Regions from separate parts of the Mus musculus genome. Here region 1 is linked to region 2. A link is a contact called in public promoter capture Hi-C data. All regions are on one chromosome and are shown on one strand. Each heading gives the region's core, a stretch centred on a gene start, on an enhancer-like site or on the middle of the called end of the contact. The rest is flanking DNA. Distances are from core to core; before and after follow the strand shown.

What was found. Promoter capture Hi-C pulls out the DNA fragments that hold promoters and counts their contacts.
Region 1: a contact with region 2 is called in a promoter capture Hi-C map of pre-B cells. The contact joins the promoter of Gpr137c here to the promoter of Tspan14 in region 2. A contact is called at or near these places in 2 of 39 promoter capture datasets (cranial neural crest and pre-B cells) and 3 of 484 Hi-C or Micro-C datasets (CD4 T cells, CD8 T cells and regulatory T cells).

What each region holds. Positions count from the first base shown.
Region 1 is chr14:45,216,092-45,222,104 of GRCm38.p6, forward strand. It overlaps Gpr137c (G protein-coupled receptor 137C), which reads left to right and starts at 3,626. Exons shown (of 7, transcript NM_027518.2): 1 at 3,626-4,327. The coding sequence starts at 3,902. Txndc16 (thioredoxin domain containing 16) reads right to left here and starts at 3,334. Exons shown (of 21, transcript NM_001310534.1): 1 at 3,126-3,334; 2 at 2,905-2,958.
Region 2 is chr14:40,962,554-40,968,608 of GRCm38.p6, forward strand. It overlaps Tspan14 (tetraspanin 14), which reads right to left and starts at 4,343. Exons shown (of 9, transcript NM_145928.2): 1 at 4,223-4,343.

The sequences.
Region 1 (6,013 bases), core at 2,376-4,875, 4.3 Mb after region 2:
GCTGACAGAGGCTAAATATATTTCACAACATCAAGAGCCAAAGTTAATTGAAATCAGTTAAGTCTATGCCAAAACACATGAATACAAATTGAGAGCAGTTATCTCCGAAGAAAAAAACTGAGGCAAGAATAAGTATCAAGGCAACTTGTGAAGCCCACAAAGACATTCCTTTTTCCCTTTCTTCAGCTTTTTCAGACATGGTCTCACTGTGTAGGCTAGCTTGGCTTCATGGTGATTCTCTTGCCTCAGACTCCAGAATGCTGAGAATACAGGGACGAGCTGTAATCATACCTGGCTAGCATCCCTTCTTTACAGAAATCATCTCATTTTTATTTGAAAGGCTATTATTTATATTCTTTGTTCCTCGCCGTTTACAATCTTTCACCTTTTATTTGCATGTAAGTAAGTCTGCCACATCTTCCACTACTATTCAAATCTACCCCATCCGGCTACAAAAGAATGGACAAACCCATACACGGAAAATAAGATGTACTGCTCAGAGGCTTGCCTTCCTACTACAAGGCTCTTTAAACTAAAGGACAGAGAATGTGGGTGGGAGAGAATATCAGCGTGCACAGAGTAAAGACAGAGATAACAGAAAATACTGACAGAAAATGACTTTTCCCTCCAGTAAGGAGAAAGGGTACAAAAGCAGCGCTCCGTGCTTCAAAATTCTACACACCTACACAAATTGATGAGAACCATGGGAGAAATGTGGCCTGCCTCCCTGGGTGTGGCTGCTCCTTGGTTCAGTACTCTTCATAGGTGTAAGGCAGGTTTCACTGAGCTTCCTCATTCCACCCCTGCTCACGCTGTGTATGATACCTCGTGACTTCAATGTGGGGCAAGCGAGCGAGGGGGTGCGGGTGGGGTGGGGGTCGGTCAACAGTTTCAACAGCCAGCATGTGGCAGGCACTTTATTTCCAGAAATGTTTAATTAAATTGGTAGGTACTGTGACTGTAGGAATACAGCACAAAGAACCCTTAGCTAATACGTAATGAGCTCAAGGGAGACTTGGAAAATGCTAAGTCATCAAGATTTGAGGACCTACTTCTGAAGCTTAAACCAGTGTATGTCCACTGGTACACAAGATAGGAAAGAGCAGCTGCCTTAACAAGAACTCTAAAGTGGGGCTGGAGAGATGGCTCAGCAGTTAAGAGCACTGACTGCTCCTCCAAAGGTCCTGAGTTCAATTCCCAGCAACCACATGGTGGCTCACAACCATCTGTAATGGGGATTCAATGCTCTCTTCTAGTGTGTCTGAAGACAGCAGCAGTGTACTCACATACAAGAAATAAATAAATAAATCTTTTTAAAAAAAGAAAAATGTTTTAACAAAAACTCTGAAGTACTAGCTAGGAGGTCAAACAGACCTCAAAACTGGTCTGAGCACCACAAGAAAAGGGTTATCTGACATTGATAATCAATAAATGAGCCACCTCAAGTTGGCAAAACTGTTGCTACAGCAATTTGGAGATGAGACATACCTAATGAGTCTACAATGAGTGTGTACCAAAGTTCTTACCGTTAACAAGCTTATTTTAAGCACTAAGAGGCTTGCAAACAGATTCGTATTGTATAGTAGCTGCTGTTGGTTGTATTTAACAAGGTATGCAAACACAGATTCCAGGAAGCACCAGCAAAGACAGGCAATATGCAAACATAAAATGTAACTTACACCCAAACTATTCCTTGTTCCAAGTAGCATGCTGACCAAACCACCTCAGCCTTGAAACAAAAGCCCATATACTCCAAAACCAGTTTGAGATCCTGCCAAGATAATGATAAAACTGGCAGGACCTGTCACAGGACAAGGTCAAGGACCATGGAGAACCATGCTCTAGGGCACGCAGAACGAGACCTGCTGGCTGCTGATCTGTACTGCTGTGTACTCAAGTTCTCTGAAGGATCCGCATCTGTATAAAGACCTTGCAGCGAGCTTAGCCTGTGCTGAGTAAAACATCATGGAAGACAGAACATTATAAACAAGAACCAAAAATCAATCCTGCACTTCCCCTTTCCCTTTCAGTCAAAGCTGACCATCCACATGTGTATCTGGCTAAACATCTGTAACATAGCCTCCACCATACAGCTAATGAGAAAAAGACAACATCTAAATGCTGGAGAGTCTCCTGCCTCATTATAGTCTTCCTGATGAGCCTACCACTGAATAAACACAGACTTAGGGCTTTCTTTTCATTTTATCATTATTGTACATGTGTGTGCATGATTACACTTGTGGATGGTAATACTGTCTGGTGTCTGGCAAACTACTGGACCAGAATAAGTACAGAACAGATCTTAAGCCCCTTTGTAACATGTACTTGGTGGTGGAGGACTGAGAAACAGCCATCTTCTTAAGCAGACCTTAAGGAGGGAGTATTTAGGAAAGGCTGGATATTGGATGCTCCAGTAAATATGCTGTCTACAGAAGCACTGAATCTGCAATGAGAGGCTCACTCTGAGAACACAGGATCCTTCCTCATCTTGCATTACTTTGACTGATTTGCTACCAAATACCAAATACAAAAAAAACACAAAAAACAAAAAACAAAAAAAAAAACCTTCATGTAGTGGCCAACATACAACCGTTCCTCACTTATTTAAAGCAGAAATATACCTCTTATTTTGTATCTCTCAGTCTCTGATGAGAATAGCACCACTTGTTCCAACACACAAGCAGAATCTCACACAAACTCTTCCATTCTGGACAATCACCACATTGTTACTGCTCCGCGCTCCCCCCACCCCTCCCCTGCCCACCCCTGCGCCCAAGAGAGCTTTCTAAATTGCAAGTTTCGAAGAATCACCTTCCCCTTGGAGAAGGCCTCAACGTTCATCTGTTCCCAGGACCACCATCCTTCAGGACCTCTTCCCAAGAGAAGAAAGGGTTGATTACTTACAGTTTCCGCTCGCGCTTTGCTTCATTCGCTTTCCTCGCCCCGTGTTTCCTCCAGCTCAGAAAAAGAAAAGGGGGGGAAATGAAATCAAAACCAGCGTCGTTTGGTGCCCCCAGAAACAGGTGAACTGAATCAGCAAGCAACCTGGCTGGAGGGACGTTTGCCGAGTGCTGATGTGCATGCAATCCTGCAGGCAAAGTCTTGAGGCCCGCGCTGCTACCCACCTGCCTGAGATTCTCGTGCAGAGATGAAAGGTCTCTGAGGACAGCACGTCCCGCCATCAGAGTAGAGATGGTGACAGAAGGCGGGGCAGGGGCTGGTCCCTACGGCGGCTCCCAAAGCAACTACGCCTACCTGAGAAGCTCACCGCCCACGGCCGGCACTGCCTCCGCAAAATCAGTCTCTTGGGCGAAAAAACAACCCCCGAGGCTCCGCCTGCTCCTCGTGCTCCTTACGTAAGAGATCCTCCAACCAATGGACGGTCAGGGGGCGGAGCGAGAACAGCCCCAGGTGACAGAATCTGGAGTCCTCCCGCCGGCGCGAGGAAGTCTTGCAGTTGCTGGGCCAATCAGCAGCGTGGGTGGGAAGAGGGGCGGGGGTAAAAGAGGAGAAAGCAGAAGGCCAATCAGATCAAAGGCTTCTGGAGTGACAGGCTCTGAGGCCTGTGGTATTCCGAGTGAGGCGCCCGGAGGGCGCGCCCGCCCGGGCCAATCGCCGGCAGCTCACAGTGCGGAGCGAGCGCCTCAAAAGCTCGGGTTTCTCAGCTGATTGTCTCCAGCCGAGAGTTGTTTGCTGCTGCTGCGGAGCCGAGCCGCGGCCCGAGGAACCGAGCCCCCCGGGGGGAAGGGGAGGCGGGCCCGAGGGCAGCCGCGGCCATCGCGCGGGGCTGCGACTCCTGTCACGGCGCTGCCCGGGGCCGCAGGCTGGGGCGGGCGGGAGGTCCGGGGGGCGCTCGGGCCGCTTCCTTCCCGCGCTCCCTCCCCGCTGCTCGCGTCCCCTCATGAGGGTATCAGTGTCCGGGCCGGCGGCCGCCGCGGTCCCCACGGCCGGCCGCGAACCCTCGACGTCCGGCGGGGGCGCCGTCGCGGCCTCGGGCGCCGCGGTTCCCGGTTCGGTGCAGCTGGCGCTGAGCGTGCTGCACGCGCTGCTCTACGCCGCGCTCTTCGCCTTTGCCTACCTGCAGCTGTGGCGGCTGCTCCTGTACCGCGAGCGGCGGCTCAGTTACCAGAGCCTCTGCCTCTTCCTGTGTCTCGCGTGGGCAGCGCTCAGGACCACGCTCTTCTCGGCCGCCTTCTCCCTCAGCGGCTCTCTGCCCCTGCTGCGGCCACCCTCTCGCCTGCACTTCTTCCCGCACTGGCTGCTCTACTGCTTCCCCTCCTGCCTACAGTTCTCCACGCTCTGTCTCCTCAACCTCTACCTGGCAGAGGTAAGGCGGGAGGACCGGCGAGCGGGGGAGCGGGGCCGCCGGGATCCACTCCTGCCGAGACGGAAGGGGTCGGGGCTGGGGGAGGTGGCCGGAGGGCAGTCTGGGGACACTGAGACACTCCTGTCTTTCCCTCTCCCTCAACTTAAGCCGCTGATGGACTCGGTGCCTGAGGGGGTTGGAGAAGTGTGAGAGAGAGAGTATGCGTGCCCCGACAACTTAAGGCAGTGGGACACCCTTTGTTCAATGTCCCAGACCTCCACGTAAGGCGTTGGTGGCGACCACAGAGAAGCATCGTAAGAAGTAGCAGCTCCGGTAGCTCTGTCGAGGCTGGACCGGGTTGAGGGAGGTTGGATGCTGAAGTAGAGGCAGCTCTGCTGAAGCTGGACCGCTGCCAGCCATTACGTCACCAGGCAGAGCTGTTCCTCCGCTATTGTTGCTGCGTTTCTTTTATTAGAAGCTTATATCCCCCCCCCCCCCCGCATCTCCTTAACTGTGGCTCGATACACCTTGCACAAATTCTGATCGATCGCTTCCCCGACGGGGTGAACGATCAATAACCAATGCTGCGGGACAGTCGAAGGACCTCCATAAAGCCCTTAGTGTTTGTCCCAGTTGCTGCTTGCTTTGGCGATTTAGGCGGTCTCTTACAGCACAGCCCTTTGGGGGAGAGCTAATTAGGAGAGAAGATACAAGCTTAACCTGTGCCTGTTGCAGAAACAAACCACGGAACTATGTTTTTTGGTGTTTTTGATTTTGTTTTTCCAACAACTTGCTTAATAGCTGGAGTCTAATCACACCCCCTTTCTCTTTTACGGGGAATTGCTGGTTGGATTGCATTGTTCTGCAGCACATTTGACCCATTTCAGACAGGTTGGGGGTATAAGGTTGTCAATCATGTCTATCTGGTATTTATGCCTTATTATTTTCAGGTTCCACCCCCCCCCCCCCAGTCTTCTTTTCCCTCAAAATACGAGCTTAGGAGAGGAGAAAAAAAGGTGACATCATACACTTAATACTGACTAATATAGAACGGTATTGGTCTATGCAGCTAATCCTCTCAAAGGCTTTTGGAGGTGATGAGAATTAACACAGTTCCAAGGAAAAGTAACCCAAAAAAGGCACTTTTGAATCAGATTGTGTTTATATTTCCTACATAAACCAACTCTTTTTTTCCCCTTAATAAACAGGAAAATAGAAAGCGTTTTTAAAATCACAATTGTAATTTCAGCTATATACAATTGTTATATATACAAGCTATATCCAATAAAAAACAATTATTGAGTAACAAAACCAAACTTTATTTTTATTCTCTAGCAACATAATACCATAAAAAACCTCATAATACCACAAAAATAATGCCACACTCTTAAGCAAAAGTGAAAAGCATATGCAATTGTAAATCAAATAAACATGCTACAATGGTATCATATTTGGGGATCATCCAGTTGCTTAAGGTTTTATAACACATATTTATAGGTAAACTGATACTGAGTTCTTCTTGACACTTCTGATAGTACATTAGTAATTTCTCATTATTGAAGACTTACTTTAGCCTCAGATACAGTTAATCTACCTGAAAATGATTAAAAGTCAATTTGCTAGGAGCATCAGATACCACGGGTGTTGTCACCCCCCCCATATGTCTTAAAAAATTATATATGCAATTCATTGGACCTTGCTAACATC
Region 2 (6,055 bases), core at 3,093-5,592:
GCTTGCGGGGAACTGCCAGAAAGATAGCAGCTGTCCCCAAACAGTGTCAGGCCCGACCCAGGGGCCTGAGACCCTGTTCCTCAAACCTGAAGTGTGGACCAGCTTCTCAGCAACCAAGGCAAATAACTGTGGCAGATCTGACTCTGCCTGCTTCACACATGAGAAAATATGCAACTTCAGTCTAGGCTACACAGCTAGCAATTAGACTTCAGTCAAAAGCTGGCCTCCTTACTGCCCATCTGCATGCTAGACTGGGTTAGGCATGTTCACGCTGAGTGGGCAGATACAACAACTGTTGCCCAGAGGCCAGGTCCTGTTCTGAGCCACTGCAACTACTCGCTCTGTCTGAACCGATACAAACAAGGATGGCGGAGGATGGCGGAGAGCGGCCAGGAGACATGAGACCCCCACAGTGACTCATAGTCAAGAGACAGCACTGCTACGCTGCAGGAGAAGGCAAACCAAGCTGCTGCCTTCACCAGCCCAAAGACTCTGCAAACAACCAAGCATGCCTATACTAGGCACTGGTGACCAGCCAAGGGTAGCAGCTGCCACAGTCCTTTACACTTCCTGACATTCCACAGGTGGGAAAACAGAGGCCTTGAAAAAGCAGTAGACAAGCTCTCTGGTAGTGGTGCATGCCTTTAATGCCAGCAGTGGCAGAGGCAGGAGGATCTCTGTGAGTTGGAGGCCAGCCCAAGCAAGCTCCAGGACAGCTAAGGCTACACAGAGAAACTTTGTCTCCAAAAAAAAAGGAAGAGAGAGAGAGAGAGAGAGAGAGAGAGAGAGAGCAAGCAAAGGCTGCAACCAGGCCTAAATAGGTCTCTGGCTGGATGTACAGACAGGCAACAGAACATGAAAGCAAAAGCCAGAGTGGCTAGAGAGAACCGTATCTAACAGGCTTCTACCTGGTTCTGTGGAAGCTACCCTACAGTCACCCTACCAAACTGTCACTCTCCTACCATTCTATTCCACACTCCCAGTCCTGCAGGCTTGGTCTCAGTAACCAGAGGAATTACTAAGAGCACAGCAACTAGGGGCACCTCTACCTGCTCAGCTTCTAGGGAAACTAAGTCCACCTCCAGACAAGGATGGGAAGTCCAACATGCCCAAAGTCCACTGGCCAGGAGACAAGGTGGCCACACCTGCTTTCCTTCTCCCCTGGGAATCACTCCTCTTTAAAGGCACTAACACCCCGGCAGCAGGAAACAGGGATTGTCACCTCCATTCACAGGCTCTAGGCTGGGACTTCCTGCTTTTGAATAAAGGAATGAACTAGCCAATGAGCAAAAGGATGCCCTTAAAGACCACTACCTCTCCCTAAGGCTCATTCTTGGTGACCAAACTTCTATCTTTCAAGAGTGGCAACTACATCTTCCAACAGGGCTTCTTGGACCAATTCACAACAATGTTCTTGGAGGCACAGGACCCAGAGCTTGAGAAGAAGCAACAGGCAAGTGATGGGCATTCATGCTGTTCAGACTCTTTTTTTTTTTTAAATTCCTACCCCTACCCCGCAGTTGAGTGTGACTGCAGCCATGTGACTTGGTGCAACCAATGAAATGCAACGTAGAGGTAGATAGATGCATTAAAAGCAAGACTCATCAGGATATTTCTACTGGGCTAGAAATATGAATTGGCCCTACAATAATGGTAACACAAAGCAGATTGTGATGTCTATGTGGAGACAGCAAAAACAATCAAAACAAAAGAACAATAACAAAAAAGACTCATTGCTTTAAGCCTCTAAAATCTGAAGTTTGATCTTAACCGCATCAAACCCTGATCTCTACAGAAAGCTCTCTAGTCCCATCCCCATCACCACCCCCACCCATGCCATCCTCTGGCCTTGTGGGGCAGAGACCAGAGCATCAGTCAAATTAGCAGGGACTCAGGGTTGGCATGTAGCTATCACGCTAGATGGGTAAGACGCTTTGGAAACAGGGCCATAAGGAAACCTGTACTGAAGAACTCAGTAGTTCTGCCAGGCTTGCTTAAGCACTATGCTTAAGCACCTCCAAGAAGAAGGTACTGTCTAAATGAGAGACTTCCAGGAAACCACTCGGACCTTTCTGGGCCATAGTTTTCTCATTTGTAAAATCAGGTAGCTAATGTCTACCACATTTGGGTTGTTTCAGTTGTTTCAAGGATTAAACAATTAAAAGTAAGGCTGGGATAGTAGCTTGATATGTTTCCATAAATACTAAGAAGCCTTGAAAAACCCACCATTATGCCATGTAATTTATGAACAAACAAACATGTACATGTATGTTTGCTCATAAATTCACTGGGTTTTAAGCCAGCAAGGGGCTTTCAAGACTGGCATACTGGCATTTCTAGGCACTGTAAAAATTAACTGTGTTTAACTCTTTAGTTAAAGTTAAACAAGGTCTAACCCCTAGGCACATGGTGGCCTAGGATAAGGCCCTCAGAAGTGGTTTGAGAAGCCAAGGTTTCCCTGCACCCTGGCCTCTTTGTAACTTCACCTCATTTCTATAACCTGCAGGGCAAGCTCCTCCCCCACCCACACAAGGCATGAGTTTCATCTTCCATTGCAAACATGTGACAAGAAGCCCTCACCTGTCCTGAGAAATGAGCTGGCACAGCTGTCCTAAGAGACATCTTAGGAGAATCTGCCCATGGCAGCCAACCCTTCCCTCTCAGCAGCTTTTTTTGGGGACAGCCACAAACCTCTGGAGGAGCAGTGGCTAAGAATGTTTGACTAAATGAAGCAACTAAGCCTAGATCAAGTGCATATCAATAACTACCACTGAGCACCTACTGTAGGCCCAGCACACAAGGCTTGCAGATGTGAGCCCAGAAAGTATGGGCTGTAGCCCAGAGCACCCCAGTCTCTGAAACACATTAGGTGATCCAAGAAGGAGACCCAGAAATGCAGAAAGGGATGCTATCAAGCCAGTCATCAACTAAAGGTGTATAACAAACACACAGTAAGGGTAAAATACATCTAGTGACATAGGTTTCCACCTCAAGAGACTGAGAAGAATCATGAATTCAAGGCAACCCTGGGTTACACAAGACCCTGACACCAAAAAAAAAAAAAAAAAAAAAAAAAAAAAAAGACTTGGGGACAGCTAAGGGAGGAGCCAGAGAGCAGAAGTCTGGGCTTCATTCTAAGGGTTTTAGGGCCCAGGAGGAGTTTTGAGAGAAAGGGTGTCTCCAGCAACCTCTGAGCTGTTAGAATGTGGGGCCCCAGATTTCCTTTCATAAATAAGGAAGCACTCAGCAGGCACCAACTTCTACTCAGAAGCCAAGGGGCTGTGTGGAAACTGTCCCTTGACAGCCACAACTGTGTAGGATTTGGCAGGCAACTGACCTAAATCCACCAGTCCGTTGGGGTGACCACCTAGAGAGCTGAGATCACACCTGCTACAGGCTCCAGCCCAGCGTCCTGCACACGCTGCCCAACACATCTCGATGTCCCAGAACACCAGTGTCCTGATACAGTCACCGTGGCTCTGCAACCAGCTCCGGGCAGGCACTGGCTGAAGACACTGAGTTCTGAGGATTCTGACTGCCTCTCACTGGAGACCAAGTTTCAGTCCTCCAGACAGGAGTTTCAGTGGTTCAGGGGCCGAAGTCCCCAAATGTGCACTCTGCCCACCCTCTGCACTGCACGCCCGGGAGGGAAGGGAATACAGGAGCTCCAACCTAGGCTGAGCCAGAATCACAACTTGGCCAAACCTCGGGCTAGGTCAGGGGTCGGGCTCTGCTCCCAAACACAGCCTTTAGCGACTAGCACCGAGAAGCCAGGATCGCCACCTCCTTAAACTCTTGCCGGACAGCGTGGGACCCCGCGACAGCGTGCACATTCAGGGTGGGTGGGGGCTGGGCGACCGTCCCCTCATCCGGGACCGGAGCTGAATAAAGAGCCTTCCGCTGGGTTCGCAGGTGAGGACCGACAGAGCCCAGGCAGCAGCCGGGAGCAGACACACCTTCCGGGTAGCCCGCCGCGCCTCCCACTCGATACAGCGCCCCAGTTCGGCTCAGCGGGGTCCCGGCCGCGGCCTCCAGAGCTCGCGGGCGGTCTCAGCAGACAAAGCCCGCGCCACCCGCGGGGCCGCCCCCGCCAGCCAAGGGAGTCCAGGGGCCGAGCAGGAACGCGGGGAGCAGCCGCTGTCCCGAGAGGACGCTCACGAGGGCCGGCCCGAGACAATAAAGACAGGCCCGACGCTTCAGCGAGGCCACGCGTTCTACTTACCCGGGCGCGGCAGCAGCGGCGGCAGCACGGCCCGGTTGGCCGAGGAAGTTAGAGCAAGTTCAGCAGCTCCGAGCGGGAGGGCGCGACTCGGGCCGTCCGAGCGGCGGGGGCGGGGCGCGGAGGGGCGGGGCCGCGGCGAAAAAAGAGGCGCCGCTTCCTCGCACCGCTCAGCCGCCCAGTGCGTCTGGCGCACCCAAGCCCCGCCCCCGCTCTTTGCTCCTCCCCATGCAGGAACCGCCCCATCTTTCGCTCCTCCCCCCCACCCAGGCCTGGCTCTCACCGCTCGCTCCGCCCCACTGTGCTATCAGCCCACATCCCACCGCTGATTGCCCCTCCCACATTGATCACCACGCCTTCTCTACGCCCCGCCTGTGTTCCGCCCCCGGGTCGCCGTGCTCCACCCCCTACCGTGCACCCCGCCCTACAAATGGTCATCCATAGGTAATGAGGCGGATCGCTGACCCGCCCCTTTGTCCGGCTCTGGGCGGTGCCCCAAACGGGATTTACCCGGTTCCGCCCTCTCTGTGGCTCCCGGACGCTGGCGAAGTCGATCGCTTGTGGCCGCAGAGTTGAGCGCTCGGCCAAGTTACGCCGCGCAAATGCTCCTCTGGTATTAGCTCTTAACCCGGCGGGAGCCGAGCCAGGGAGAAATGCGAGTTACAAGATGCCTGTGTCAAGGGATGCTCGAGGTGGCTGAGAGGTGGAAGAAGATTGGTGAAATGGCTGGTTTTAAGATGGAAGGCATTCCTGCCCAGCCTTGGGAGCCAGTGTGTGCGGGTAGTTTTCTAGAAACGGTGGTTGAGATTTCTTTACAGCTGAGCCGTAAACACTCGCTCCTTCCAGTCTCGGTGCTAAAAATACCAAGCTTCCTTTGGATGTCCTGCTGAGATTTGCTCATCACCTTTATGCTGAGGAGATGGCTGGGCTGATTCTTGGAAGTGGAAGGTCACAGGACAGGCAGATAGATTTACAGTGCTGTCCACACTGCTGTGATAAAAAGGCCGATCTCGTCCCAGCCTAGATCTGCTTGTCAATAGAGCAAAGCATAACCTTGTCCTGCTTGGTAAACTCGTGTAGATTTGCGGGAGCTGAGGGACAGATCTGCTCCTCTTGGGCTATACAAAAGTGGCATAAGACTGGGGCTATGTTTTTAACACACGCAGCCAACAGGTTAAGTTCATTGTAAAGAGAAAAAGAAAATCTGGAAATAGAATGTACCTTTCTGCTGCTAGTTGTGGTTATTTAACAATGGGGATGTAGCCTGTTTCTAGAATATGCCAGATAGCTCAAGGACCTCTCTGGCAAGGAAACCTGTCCATATTGTCACCTCTAACTAACCAAAATGCATGATTGGGTGTCTGATGTGTGGGCACCAGGTCTTGAATTATCCTGGGGAGTGCAGCAGCCTGAAACCTCTCCCTCCACATAGTTACTGTTTAGTAGAAAAGACAAATCATTTCAAGATGAAATCAATGCTGAGACAAGACAAAAGCCCAGGGATAAAGTGAGCATGTGGAAGGGAAAGGTGAGAGAGAGATTGATGTTGAAACTGAAAGCAAAGGAGTGAAGAGTTAGAAGAGGGGGTGGGGGGTAGGGGTGGCAGTTGGTCCAGAAAGTACAAGTGGAGAGCAGAGGTGCCAAGGCTTTGATAAGAGCCACGCTCTGATGCGTCAAGGAGCTCAAAGAAAACTAGATGGCTATTGTCAGGCTACTGGGGATGGAGTGAAGATCAAGACCAGGACAGAACAGGCCTACACACTGTGTCAAAGGACTGAGTATCTTTTGTTGTTGTTTTTTGTTTTTGTTTTGTTGTTGTTGTTTAGTTAAGCCTTT